2 separate regions of the Mus musculus genome follow, and region 2 is linked to region 1. The links are chromatin contacts, called in public ChIA-PET maps. All regions are on one chromosome and are shown on one strand. The core of a region is the stretch at or near the end of the contact, and the rest is flanking DNA. Distances in the headings are between cores, read along the strand shown. Region 1 overlaps Slc38a1 (solute carrier family 38, member 1). Region 2 has its middle 51 kb from the start of Gm41393.

What was found. ChIA-PET counts read pairs in DNA pulled down with a chosen protein or histone mark.
Region 2: a contact with region 1 is called in an RNA polymerase II ChIA-PET map of memory CD8 T cells, with 6 read pairs. The contact joins two enhancer-like sites. A contact is called at or near these places in 1 of 484 Hi-C or Micro-C datasets (pre-B cells), 1 of 115 datasets of contacts at active chromatin or transcription factors (memory CD8 T cells) and 1 of 9 other capture datasets (embryonic stem cells).

What each region holds. Positions count from the first base shown.
Region 1 is chr15:96,565,578-96,572,896 of GRCm38.p6, forward strand. It overlaps Slc38a1 (solute carrier family 38, member 1), which reads right to left. Exons shown (of 16, transcript NM_001166458.1): 16 at 5,841-7,319. Among named protein-coding and RNA genes, the nearest start is that of Gm32457, 13 kb to the right of the region's middle. Within about 2 kb of position 1,579, at least 105 of the 459 cell types and tissues checked have an H3K27ac peak or open chromatin away from gene starts, as enhancers often do. A contact at or near this core is called in memory CD8 T cells, where this site is marked.
Region 2 is chr15:97,454,058-97,461,105 of GRCm38.p6, forward strand. No RefSeq gene overlaps it. Among named protein-coding and RNA genes, the nearest start is that of Gm41393, 51 kb to the left of the region's middle. Within about 2 kb of position 4,229, at least 59 of the 459 cell types and tissues checked have an H3K27ac peak or open chromatin away from gene starts, as enhancers often do. A contact at or near this core is called in memory CD8 T cells, where this site is marked.

The DNA.
Region 1 (7,319 bases), core at 329-2,828:
TCAACACACTTGCTTTGCTATGTGAGGTTTATAAAGGCTTATCTGTCACAGAGTGGGTGACTCCTCAATGAGGAGCATCCTAAAGCCATCAATGGCAGAACTGTGATTGGGAGGGGAAAATGGCCACGGTCCCAAGGACCATTAAGATAGAAGAGTCCATGGCTCAAGAAGTAGACATTCCAAGGGCACTATTGGATACCTGCACAGCAATATCCACTGACTTCCAAAGGTCCCTGTCCATAAAGACTAGGCCAGAGGCAGTTAAGGGGATATGCTAACTGGTTTTGTGTGTCAACTTGATACAACCTAGAGTTTGCACAGAGAAAGGATCTTCAGTTGAGGAAATACCTCCATGAGCTCAAGCTGTAAGGCATGTTCTCAATGAATGATCAAGGCAGGCAGGGGAGGGCCCATCCCTGGGCTGGTGGTCCTGGGTTCTAGAAGAATGCAAGCTGAGCAAGCCATGAGGAGCAAGCAAGCCAGTAAGCAGCACCCCTCCATGGCCTCTGCATCAGCTCCTGCCTCCAGGTTTCTGCCCTGCTTGAGTTCCTGTCCTGACTTCCTTTGGTGATGAGCAGCAATGTGGAAGTGTATGCTGAACAAACCCTTTCCTCCTGAACCTGCTTTTTTTGGTGATGTTGTTTTGTCACAGCAACAAAACCCTGAGACTGGGATGATGTTTGAGGTGGGAAAAGAAGCATCAGACAATGACCAGTAAAGATTCCCACTTCCCTTTCTGCACAGCTTTAAAGTAACTATGGGAGAACACTGCGGACTCACTCCCACTGAATGTACTGCCTGTTAAATGAGTTCACTAACCATAAAAGGACTGATGTCTGCCACTTTCTGCTCAGAGACTTCCTTTACTCACTCCCTATCTCCACATAGAGGCCAAACGCAGGCAGGAAAGAGAAGTGTGCCTCGGGACCAAAGAGGACTGCATCACTAGTCCATTTTAAAAGCTGTCGCACGTAAAAACATGGTACAAGTAGCTGGTTTTGCATGGCTTCAGTTGCAAGCCCAACACCATGGAAGTGCAGGAGGCACAGTCAATGGGCGCAGGCATGGGGGAGGTGTGACCTTCCCCGTGGGCCTTTCCCAGGAGCATAGTCCAGCAGGTACAGGGGAAAGAACAGCCAGCAATGGCAAGCAGAGAATCCGCTATTTGCCACCGTTCCTCCTCAAGATGTTTGGTTCGTTGGGTTCTAATCCCAGGGTTAGGTTTGGTTAGGAGTGACAATACCATTCCCCGGTTCTGCATGGAATAAGTTCAAGGAGGAAGCTTCTCCTAGGAGGGCAAGTGCACTGTTCCCTGCTCCTGGAGGGGGCGGGGCTGACTGTTCCCTGCTCCTGGAGGAGGCGGGGCTGACTGAGGCTTCCGGAAGTGCTCCTTGTGGTCGGAGAGGGGACCGGCAGATGGGCATGCTCCCTTCTGAGTGCTGCTTTGAGATGTTCAGTCGGGTATCCCAACCTTGAGTAAGGTTCTTCTCAAAGCCCAGAGGAGCTGTACCTGGGGATGCTGGTGCGCCTGTAGGGGAGCCACGAGCTTGCTGCATGGGACAGACAGAGAAACCAACATCCGGGAAAGACAGACGGTGGCGGTGGTGCAAGATGTCGAGAAAGTAAAAGTAATTTCCTCATTGGCACAGCAAACAGCTCCGAGGGGGATGGGAGTCTCCGGAGGTGTCTGGCCTTTCATGGAGCCTTGGGGTCCTCACCTTTGTTGGGATTCAGACCCGGGACAAACAGCTGAGGTGAATATTTAACATACCAAAGTAGACTTGGCTTCCAGGTTCTCCCAGCATTCCTCAGTCCCTCCCTAGCAGACCCTGAACTTTTCAGCCACAGAACTGTGTGAGGCAGCTCTATTTTGGACCAAGAAAGACTCTCCTTCTCTACAGATGAGTTGGAGATGCACACTTTGTAGAAAAGCCTTGAAGACACTAAAATAGGGGGAAGGCATGGGCACTGGCAGTTTTTCGGTGACCTTCCAGTGGAACACTACACAGCCTTGCAAATTTATTTTAAAAAGACCTATGGCAGGTGGATAAAATAATAGCCATAGCAGGCAGTGGTGGTGCACACCTTTAATCCCAGCACTTGGGAGGCAGAGGCAGGTGGATCTCTGAGTTTGAGGCCAGCCTGGTCTACAGAGTGAGTTCCAGGACAGCCAGGACTACACAGAGAAACCCTGTCTGAAAAAGCAAAAACAAAAAAAGAAAAAAAAAAAAGATAGTCATGAGCTACTAAAGTAGCCACCCAGGTATAGTCTCTTCATCACAGGCCTCTGCTCCCTGAAGCTTGCCCACGGCTGTTACAGACCACAGGCTAATAATGGGCTCCTCACAGCACGGCCTTGCCCAGAATCTCACAGAGAGGGACGGTGTGCCAAGGACCTTAAACTACTGACTACTGACACTCCGAGAGCAGACACTTGGGCACAGGCTTCTGAGCTGACCTCCCCTAGACACATCCCAGGCTGCACCAGTGCAGCAGCAAGCATGCCCGGGACTGTTTTCAATCCAGGAGCAACAGTTTTATGTACACCAAGTGACAACCCAAGGTCCAGCAGAACAGAATCCCAGAGGGCAGGATGACCTGAGAAGAAAAGCTTCCCTGAGCTGACAGGATTTTAATGCCCCATTTCATGGCTATATAAGGAAGCCATGGGTCCTTCTTCTCAAGCTGTCAGTGTACGGCAGTGCAGTAGAGTTTCCTCAACAAAACAGAATTAAACTTCTCTGTCCTCTCTGAACACTGTGACTGAGTCCCTCTACTTTGGCAAGGCAATGTTGCCCTGGCCTGCCTCGAAAGATCATGCTGGAGACTGCTGGCCATTTGACAGTAATGACAGTAATGACAGTAAGGAGCTAACGCCTGCAAAGCTCGCCCAAGAAAACTGGCCTAGAGCCAACCTTACAGGCCTGTAACCTGTGCCCTAGTTCCAAAGGCAGGTCACTAATCTTGTTTAGGCTAACAAAGGCACTTCCTCTTAGACAAGGAACGTCAGCCATAGGGACATTCAAGTAGGAAGGAATTCTCTTAAATACATAGACAGGACAGGCGAATGCAACATTTCTTAGGTTTGCTTCCTAGTCAAAAAAAAAAAAAAAAAAAAAAGAACTTTTAAAGCTACGTTCTATTGCACCAGTAGCTACTTAGCACTGCACAATTCTAGACTGAAAAGGAAGCCTTTAGGGTCACCTAACATCAAACCACACCTACCCAGATACACAGGCCGACCATACGGAGAACCGCCATTTTATTACCTCCAATAATCTACGAGACTTTGATTGTGTCAGGACTTCTGACTTTGAAAGAGGTTTAAAAAAAAGTACTGGGCAAGATTTCAGCGAACAAAGTGTGCATCCCTTCTCGATGATGCTATTCTGTATATCCTACAAGTTGCTTTTGTGCCCTACCTTTATTTATTTATGCAATTTATTTTTGTCTTTGAGCTGTTTTACAATCCTGTAACTTGTAGCAAACTGATGAGAGACAGAAACTGTTATTGCCCAGAGATAAGGAAATGAATTCTGGTTGAGACATTAATAGCCTTGACCTCCTTAAGAAGGACAGTCTTACATCAGTTGCTTCCGTGTCAGCTCTTGAATTCTTCTTTGAGCCTCCCATGGAGGCTCTGTGCTAAAATATTGAACCCAGAGCCTTGTAAATATTTAATGCTTCAAGTTCTTACAACATAGTCCAAGGCTTAGCCTCCAACTCTCCATGTAGTCTAGACAGCTCTCCCCCTGCCTCATTCTCGTGGGTACTGCCATGTCCAACACTGTAAATCATCTTTAAACTTCCTGTTCCTTAGTTATTAAATGAGTTAAAGTTGGGAATGGCGGCTCATGACCCTGATCCCAGCACTCGGGAGGCTGATGTAAGAGGATTGCTATGAGTCTGAGGTCAGCCTGGTCTACGTAGTGAATTACAGGCCAGCCTGGGCTACAGAGACCCTGTCTTAAATAAATAAATGCAAACAGCAAGACATGATTTTACATCCTGTCTCAAGTATACAGCTTGTATTTTATGTGTGTGTGTGTGTGTGTGTGTGTGTGTTGCTCAAAGTCTTTGAGTTCTCTTTAGATGTGTTGTTATAATGATCTAGGATAATGTTTCTCTAAACTATCCCTCCTTTCCCTACCGTGAATTTGAGAAAACTTTATTTTCCTCGTAAGGTTCTAAAGAACACCTTTCTGGTACCATTTGTGCTGTCCATGGTGGCCATTGTTTTTATGCCAATACCAGTTTGGTTTTAGTGCTTGTACCTTTAAGATGAATTGATAATTCGGTCATTTTGATATTATATTAAATCTAGCAAGCAGATTACAATTCAACTTGAATTAGTCTAGAATTTAAAGTAACCCGGGGTTTTGTTTTGTTTTTTTAAAAAGGTCCAGCTATTTGGGCCCCATTCATCCTCTCCAGACAATGCAAGTGGAGCATCTAAACAGGGGGCAGCAGACAGGGCCGAGGTGCAGTTTCCAAAGCCCAGTTTATTCTCCAGGGGTGGGTGGGACAGAGCATCCCTAGCCCAAGGATATGTTACACACACACACACACACACACACACACACACACACACACACACAGAGTGACAGTGGGCAGGAGTCAGAGATACCAGATTGGCTCACAGTCTATCCATGTGTAAATTTTTCCCTGCTTGGCTTGACATTTTTCATTACTCACACCTTTGCCCTTGTGACTTTGACCAATTAAGATGTTTATGGGGCGTGGTAGTGGTGGCGGTTTATGGGGTGTGGTGGCACAGGCCATTAATCCCGGCACTCAGGAGGCAGAGGCAGGTAAATCTTTGTGAGTTCCAGGGCAGCCTGGTCTAAACAGTGAATTCTAGGACAGCCACAGACATTGTCCCAAAGACACAAGCACACAGAGACAACAAAGAAGGGTAATGGTATCAGCTTTATTCCTACGGAAGCTCGGTTCAGGCACACAGCCTGGACACCCATGGTCCTACTTCTATCTAGAGATCTGCATGTACCATTGTGGCTCTGTAGGGTGGACTGTTGTTATCAGCAGGCCTGGGAGACATGGCCAGCCTCACACCTAGTCCAGGCTATCCTTGCAGTAACTATTCACAGAAAGAATTTGTGCATCTGACCCTGGCCTCTTTGCTTGCCCGACAAAACCTTAGGGTGTCAAGAGCGGATTATGGAAAGAAATGGCAAACTCAAAGGCTGGGAGATGTCTCCTCAAAGGTTCTTCAAGAATCACGAGTGTCAGGAGGATTCCCTATTCTCTGGTTGCTAAAATGTGTCCTACTGCAACAGGGCAGAGGGTGGATACACTGTGTACAACCTACTGTGATTCTGAGGAATGGACAAATGTATTCCAGATCAAATGATAACATTAAAGACAAACAAACAAAATAACCTAGGCAGGATATTTCTGTGTAGTCCAGGCTGGTCCACTTTGCATTCTCTTGTTTCAGCCTCCCATGATACTGGATGACAGGCAAGTACCACCAGGCTCAGCTAAAGTCTGGCTTCTTGAAGATAAACGTCCATGAGCTAGAATAGCTGCACGTGGACAAGGTTTCCCCCACCACTCTTTTTTTTTTTTTAAAGATTTATTTGTTTTTACTTATATGAGTACACTGTAGCTGTCTTCAGACACACCAGAAGAGTGCATGGGACCCCATTACAGATGGTTGTAAGCCACCATGTGTTTGCTGGGATTTGAACTCAGGACCTCTGGAAGAGCAGTCAGTGCTCTTAACTGCTGAGCCATCTCTCCAGCCCTCCCCGGCCACTCTTAATTGTCTGAGAAGCCTTTTAGTACTGCTTCCTGGGGAATCATACGAGACTCGGAAGTACTTTAATTCACATTTTAATGTTTGAAAACTATGTTAACACTGCATTTATAGAACATAATTTCTTACATTTTTTTTTATTTATACCACACCCTGAAGGAAAAAAAAATACCCAACTTTATGTGACGGACAGTGAACGGGCAGGTTTTGTTACCTGTGGTTCACTTTGGATGCCCACCCGAAATCACTTACAAGGTTTTTACATTAGTAAAATAGTGGTGTGCTACATGTACTGAGTCAGATGGGGATCTAAGACACACTGGACTCTAGAGACTGCACTGCGTACCGACGAGTATGATTTAAGTGTGTGGGGGAGGGGGGAAACAGACGAGACAGTCTAGGTTGGCATCAACACTAAAAGGCAGACATGCAAGACCTTCAAAGGCTTAAAAATAACACATGTTCTCCTTCAAATACGTGCTCATATTAATGTTCAGCTCTCCCTTCAAGGATCCCAAAGTTTGGGAAACAGCAATTCCATTTTGGAAAAAAAAAACAAAACCAAACCCTCCCTAACTTTGATTTTCACAAACTCTATGCAATAGCATCAACGTTAACAGTGAAAAAACGTAATGCAGAGAAAAATTCTTATTTTGGGCACGTCTGTTTCTATATGACAATGATTTTTTCCCCTAAATCATCTTTATCTGTAGCATTTAGACAACAGATAGTAGTACCAGCATAAGGAATCAGAGTAGTTTTTTCCCCAGACAGTTCTTTTTATTTCCCCCCAAACAATTAAGGTTTTAGACTCCAGATTTACATTGACAGAACTATGGGAAAGAAGGTAAAATTCTTCTACCTCCCAAACAAATCCACTAACATATCTGAGAACATGGATTTCTTATATGCAGAATACTAGTGACCTCTATTTCACCTGCAAAAATATACAGCCTCCTATGTATTTACAACATATTTACATACAAAGGAAGGATTCCTAAAGTGAGCCTCTGCTGCATAGATTCTTCAAGCCTGTGTACAGATAGGCCCGGTGCTTTGTGGTTCTTCCTCGGGAAAGTCCTAAAACACCTGCGTCCCTTGGAAAGCAGCTTTGTTCCCCACGGACCCACCCCTTCAGACTTAGCATTGCTTTCAGTCATTAACCCCAACCCCACCTGAAGCCCTAAGTCTTTTAGTATTACCAGCAATTCACTGCGTTTTAGAGGACAACTTTCTGTTTCAGAAGGAGTCTCAGACCTGCGGTCCTGAGAGAGAAACATTGTAACATTGCAAACTAAGAGTGCCTGGATGCTCCCTTGAATAGGCAGTACCATTCTCAAAGCCTCGCTGGTTCTAATCGGACTAATGGAGGCTCTGCTCTCAAGTATAAACCACACAGACGATCACACCTCCCCACGCTGCCCTAGTCCAACGATGTCGCTTCACACTGTACTCCCAAGACGGACCAGGCTCGGCTCCCCTCGAAGCTCCCTCAGCAGTACAGACCTGGTACTAGAACACTCCGCGTATCAATATTTTC
Region 2 (7,048 bases), core at 2,979-5,478, 890 kb after region 1:
TCTGTAGGTTAAACATCCTAGGCGGAGAGGACGGAAAGAACAACGTCTCCAAGACAGACATCTGCTGGAGAGGCTGCAGAGGAGCAGCCTGGATGATGTGCACTGACCATGGGACCAAGGATGAAAGGGATTCTGAGAATCGGCCAGTGCTCTGATCCTGTAGGGCCTGCTATACCACAGTGGGGATCTGGAGTTTATGGTGGTTCAAGTGTTAGAGAAGGACAGCAATCTGGTTGCTCAGAGTTTATAACAGAATTTATTTGGCTACTGTGAAGGGAAAGAATTGGGTCTGTGGTGGTTTGTATATGCTCTGCCCAGGGAGTAGCAGGATTAAGAGTTGTGGCCCTGTTGGAGTAGGTGTATCACTGTGGGTAGGCATGGTCTTTAAGACCCTCATCCTAGCTGACTGGAAGACATTATTCTGCTAGCAGCCTTCAGATGAAGATGTAGAACTCTCAGAAACTCCTGCACCATGCCTGCCTGCCTGGATGCTGCCATGTTCCTGCCTTGATGTTAACAGACCGAACCTCTGGACCTGTAAGCCAGCTCCCAATGAAATGTTGTCCTTATAAGAGTTGCCTTGGTCATGGTGTCTGTTCACAGCAGTAAACCCCTAACTAAGATAGGGACAAATGTAGCTGCTGCCCTGGCAAGGTGGGGTTAAGGAGAGAGGCTGCCTAGCTCCACCTATGTCAGGAGGTAACTGGATGTGTAAAGTGAGATCCAGGCCTAGTCAACAGAGATTCTAACATCCAGCAGCTATAAGCTGTGGTACCTCCACTGTGATAGGAGCAAACATGGAGGAAGAATTTGGGTTGGGGGAGGTTCTGGGATTCCATGCGGGATCTGTGAAGCTTGGGAAGTTCATCACACATCCGAGTGTGAGTCTGTCAAGCAGGCATTTGTAGAAGTCTGTGCTCAGAGAGTTTGGGAAAGCCATCAGTGCTTAGACCAACACCGTCTGGTATGTGTATGATACAACCTGGTATGCTTGTAGCCCTCCTATCCTCAAAAGGGAGAGAGCAGGCAAAGTTAATTTTGATAGTGTGTTTTATTTAACCAAATATATATATAACCTCACAATTTTACCATGTCAAAGCATAAAAGTGCCAAGGAGGACTTTTGCAATTTCACGCACAAGTGACACTGAAGATTGAGGCTAGAGCCTTGTCATCAGCACTTAGGAGAAACAGCGTGTGTGGCTGGCATCATTGTGTTAGACAGCATAGGTCTATTCAGCCCAAAGACGCAATGAGAAGCAGTGGCCGCAGAATCAAAGAGAAAGCTGAGAAGCCCAAGGATGAGCCCATGGGAGCACTAGCACTTGGTGACCAGGAAAAAGAGGAGGATGGAAAAAAGTGGAAAAGGACAGGAATGGAATGTTGTGTATCCTGCCAGGGTGTGGGGCACTGCCTGAGGTGCACCCTGACCCATTCATGCCATTCTCTGAGATGTGACTTTGTATGCTAAAAACATGAGTGAGTGAGAGAGAGAGAACCTTAAATGAAGAAGACATGAGGCCCCCCCGTGGGGACCCAGAACTCAGGCCATCTGCAGTGAGAAATATGAATAAAAGATCAGATGGAATCAGGACCAAGACACAACCACAGATTGGCCAATGGGAGGGTCGTGTTGTACTGTGGTTAAGCCAGGCTTTCATCTACCCTCAGAGAGAGAGGGCACTTCTGGGTTTTGCTATCTGATCGCTATGCTTTTAGATCTGCTTTCTCTGCAACCTTGTATACTATAACAGTTAAAAGACTCTTTAATGACTTGCCCAACCCCAACACACACAATCAAGAAGCTGGAAAACCACTAAACAGTGCGACTGGTGGAGATCTGTGACAGCTGCTTCCTGTTTGGCAGAGACCTGGAAACAACTTTGCCAGTACAGGTTCCCAAGGGGTCAGACACGTGTAATCCGGATTCAGCTGGAAGTAAGAGGTAGGTGGGCCTAAGAATGGCTTACAAAGCACATAACTAGCCATTTCCCCTCCCATCTCTCTCAGAAGAACCCTGGCCCTTCCACCCAGGCATAAGAACAGGATAAACCAGGGCATCGTGGGATGGTTAAGAACAAGACACAGAGAAGAGGAGCTGGTATTGGATAAAAATCTAACAGTGACTTGTGGGATCACCCCACTTCTATCGCTGGCCTGCTCCAGCTCAGCTTCTGAACTATAGATTGGATAGCATGTCAGAAGCTATGACTAGACCAAGAGAAAAGGTCTCTGACATTTTCTTGATGATGATGTCATGTCTACAAGCACTATTCTTGAACATATGCTAAGATTCTGGGCATCTCCTTTTAGTTCCCCATTCTTGGCTATACGTGGTTAGCCAAGGACTATTTGAAGAAAGAGTCTAACATGAAAGGGCAAGATAAAAATTATTAAAAATGCTTTGGAGGTTTAGATTGTATAGGGGATGCTAGTAAGAGAAGATCTCTGATCTGGAAAGCCAAAATCAGATGCTATAAGAAAAATAGATCATTAATAAAACAAAAAGAGAACGCTTAAAAAATGGAAATATGTCACTGAAACAATAAGTTGACTATCAGGGTTGGCAGGTAGGTCGGCTGAAACAGTAGAACAAAAAAGGAGATAGGAGGAGGGGAGGATAAGAAAGAAAAAGTGAGTGATCCGCCAAGAGGCCTGGTGTCTTAATTATAGGAGGTGGAGAACATGGGAGCTAAAGAAACAGAAGCGAAGAAACAGAAGAGCAATTCAAGCAAACCTCCCCAATCTACACTAAAAGTTCAGCTGGGTCCCTAGCATGCCTCATACTGCCCCATGCAATCCAGAAATCACATGGCACAAAGGCATGGGAAAATCAGTAACGTAGTACAAAGAACAGCAATAAGGATGGCTTTGGACGCTTTAACAACAGCAGGAAGTAGAAGTCAATGAGAAATGATGCTCTTATAACCGACTCAAGATGGAGGAAGCAGGGTCGTTAGCAATGGGACAAGGCGACAGGACCCCCCCCAGCCCCCCGTGGAGCCATGGGACAAGGCGATAGGACCCCCCCGGGGGAGCCATTGGACAAGGTGATAGGACCACCCCAACCCCCCCCCCGGGGAGCCATGGGACAAGGCGATAGGACCCCCCCAGCCCCCCGTGGGAGCCATGGAACAAGGCAATAGGACCCCCCCCCCCCGGGGGGAGCCATGGGACAAGGTGATAGGACCACCCCAGCCTCCCCCGGGGGAGCCATGGGACAAGGCGATAGGACACCCCCAGCCCCCCGGGGAGCCATGGGACAAGGCGATAGGAACCCCCCACCCCCCGGCCGGGGAGGTAAGCAAGGACAGCTACTATGCGGGGTCAGATATGACCTGAAGGTGTCAAGCAGGTCTTCTGACTCAGGAAGACACGGCTCCACACAGAACGGACATTTACATAACATGTGAAACATACCATTCTCATCCTTTCCCCCTCAAACATGGAGAGAGCGTCTTCCCTCTATACTCTCCACCCCACGTCTCTGGTCCCTTCACAGCTAACCTCGAGACTTCTCTACATCCTCAGGTCCCCATCATTGCAGCCACTGTGTGGCATGGTACAGAAGAGAGATAGAGAGACAGGACACGTATATGGTCACAGAAAGTTCTAGTAGGCATTGTAGGGAAGCAGTAGGCACTGGGAGGGCAGCGAGCAGGGCCGGGTGCGTGGGTGCAGCTTAGGGAAAGGGTAGAAAATTCATTAGCTGAGAGTGAGGATGGGGGAGGGGATGCTATGAGTCTGAGAAGAGAGTCAGTTGTGGGAAATGAACCTTCCCAGAGAGGAGGACATGAAGGCGTGCTTTCCTTTTTCTTGACCCGATTATGCAAAAATTGGAATCAATGTTTTTTTGTTTTTTGTTTTTTTTTGTTTTAATCTTTTAAAATAGTTTGTTAATTCTCTGAGAATTAATAATTCAATGTACTTTGATCATATCCACTCTTCCTAATTCCTCCAGGTCCTCACCTCACTGCCCCCCTCCCCTCTCCTCCCCTCTCCTCCCCTCCTCTTCTCTATATCTCTCTCCTTCTCTCTCTCCCTCTCTCCATCTCTCTCTCTCTCTCCATCTCTCTCCCCATCTCTCTCCATCTTTTTCCATCCCCTCTCCCAGCCCCCAGTCCACTGAGTCCCATTTGGGCTGCCCATATACTCATGGGTATAGATCCTCCACTGGGGTGTGCTCGACAGCGAGCCATGGGTCACACCCTTAAAGAAGACTGACTCTTCCCCCACTAGAAGCCGTGAACTGTCAATAGCTTCTCAGTTAACGGTAGACGCGGGGGAGCTCCTCCCACTTCCACGGTCGAGCTGCTAGGAACCCAAAAGTACAGCGACTGTGTCCTGTCACATCATTTTCCCAGGCTTCCCTGACATCTGCCTCTTACGATCTCTCTGCTGTCTTCTGTGGTGGTCCCTTAGCCTTGGAGTAGGGATCACCATATTTGACTTTAATAGTATTGTCACTTGCAAGGCTGTTTTCAAAGCAGCTATCCCTAAGCTTGGCCAGCCTTGGCTGGGGATAAAAGCATAAGCCAATTTCTAGCTACCTCATCCCCAGTAATCCCCCCGGTAAAACCAGAGGATGCTGAGAAATCCCACAGCCAGGTGCTCATGGCCACAGCCTGTGCGGGGCTGCGGCAGGGCGGGGCGGGGCGGGGCGGGGTGGGGTGGGGTGGAGGGAGGCTTCCTGGAGATGTTCTGTAGTGGTAAAGCATGGAAACTTTCTCACTCAAGGGGCTTTTGATTTTTAAGAAACGGAAACCGGTGCAATCAAACTTAAACACAAAAAGAGAGCTGCTTCTGTGTACCCACTGCTGCTGGGGGGGCCGGGAGCAGCAGGGGAGTAAGTCATTTTCCTTCACTTGCAGCAAGTTTGTCTTTTTCAATTACACCACAAAGATGGGGGGAGGGGGTGCTGGGAGCCCACCTCAGCTGGTGGCAGAACCCAGCTACCAGCAGCCACGTCTCTGCTAGTACAGCAAACGGACCATTGTACATGAGTAGTATGAGACCACCCAATCCTGGTGCCAGAAAGGTAGCATGCACAACCATGGACCAATGGAGGAGAGGAGGGGCGGGGCGTCTCGAGAGTAGGTACGTGAACCTTGTAGGGACATCTAAACGAGAACCCATGAAGAGCCTACGACTACTCAGAGTCCAGTGGACTTTCAGCCCTATACCTTTCTTTGCCTTGAACCCCGCCCCCACGAAGTGGAAACTTAAGGGTTTTTGTTTGTTTGTTTGTTTGTTTGTTTTTTGTTTTTGGCGAGTCAGTTGTGTTAGATGGTGTTTTGCTACAGAACTCCAAGGTCAAGAGGATTGCAAGCCAAGCCCTTTTAGCCTCCTCTCTGGCTAGTTCTGGTATTATATTCCTCAATGCCCTCTGTATGACATGTGAGAGTCTCACCCTCCCCAAGCCTAGAAATTTACTTGTATACATTATTTTGTTAATATAGACATTTCCCTTAACATTGAAGTAACAACTTAGCCCCAGAACCTCTCGGTACTTGACACAGTAAAGATTTTCTTCAGCTTCCCAGTCGGGCTGACTCGAGGCAGGTGCCAGCCTGTAGTGAAGGGGCCTATGAGTATCTCTCCTTGGTTCTGTCAACTCTGCCCATGATCTCAACCATCCACGATCACGGAGAAAACTGATACCAATTTTCAAGCCTGTGACCCAAGCAGATACATCACAGCTGCTCAAAGCCCTTTGGCCGGGGTTAGGCTTAGGGCTCCACCTCAGAGGGGGCTGGACATTTGAGAAAGATATAAGAATGTCGAAGCCATCTCTTGTCCAGCAGAGCTGTCTGATCAAAGCGACCTGCACGGCACAGCCCCTTCTATGTTGAAATCAGCATGGAGGAGAAATAAAACTGTACTGAGATAATCTAGTGAGATTTGGGGGCCTAATTGTATTCCCAGTGTAGACACGGTCATCCCGATTAACACAGGAACGTGTAAGAAAACAGGAATGAATGAGAGAGACAGTGCTGCTTGTTGTCCTACCAAATTACCCTTGGCTTTCTCTGGAGGCTGACAAAGTTATCCAAAACTCACGGGGAATAAGGAAGGAGTGAGAACAGCCGGTGTAACTGCGCACGAAATCAGGAGGAGGAACCAACTTACTCACCAAGACAATCTCGAGGTTCAGAAAGTACAGAAAATGCAGATTAACATTACAGAGACGTCGTAGGAAATAAGGCTGCTTTTTAACAGAGAGCACGGATCCCAGAAACAGGCCCAGATACACCTGAGATGTAGCAAGCAAATTATCAGGGTGAAGAAAAAGTTCGAAAATGCTTCACTTCCTGTGTCCGGCCAAATTCGGCATGGATTGGTAGCTGAAATGCAAATAAAACCAGAACAAGGCTCGGGGGAAAATGTCCCCTCCCCCCTTTTTTCTCTTAATTTAGAACTGGGAAAGATTGAGAAACATCTTGGACAAGATTGGCACCCTTAGTCATATAAAAATTATGGGGAGGAAGCGGTGCAGCTGGAGCTCGGAGAACAGCCAATAGGAGCCAAGCCTAGCCGGGTCTCTTCTTCCCTGCTCTGGCTTCAAAAGATGAAATTAAGGGCATCAGCCTTATCCCGGTGAATCATGTCATCAGCCTTTAAAAAGACTATAGCTTCTGAAGCAAGTGTAATGGCCAATGACTGTTAACGCTAAAGCAACGTTGAAGGAAAACTTCTGGGTAGGCGGAGACCTACTATTCTAGTTCAATGGGTCAATAGTCTGGTCAAAGTACCACCCCTCAGGAAGGACAGCCTACCCCTAGGGAGGCAAGCCCACCTTAAGCCAGGCCGAAGACTAAGACAGGATAATTATTTCCTGCCCTCAGTACAGCTCCTATAAGTTAGGCTGCTTCGAGGTTTGTTTTGGATCTATTCCGGCTGAGTCCTGGCTCAGAACGGTGTGACTATTCTCTGCACCGCAACTCCCTCCTGCCCCAATGCTGGCCATAACGCAAGTACACTTTTCTCTGTTCTTTGGGCTTCCTTGCTCGTTCTCTAAAACCTCGCAGTCCGCTGTAAGACTGACCTCT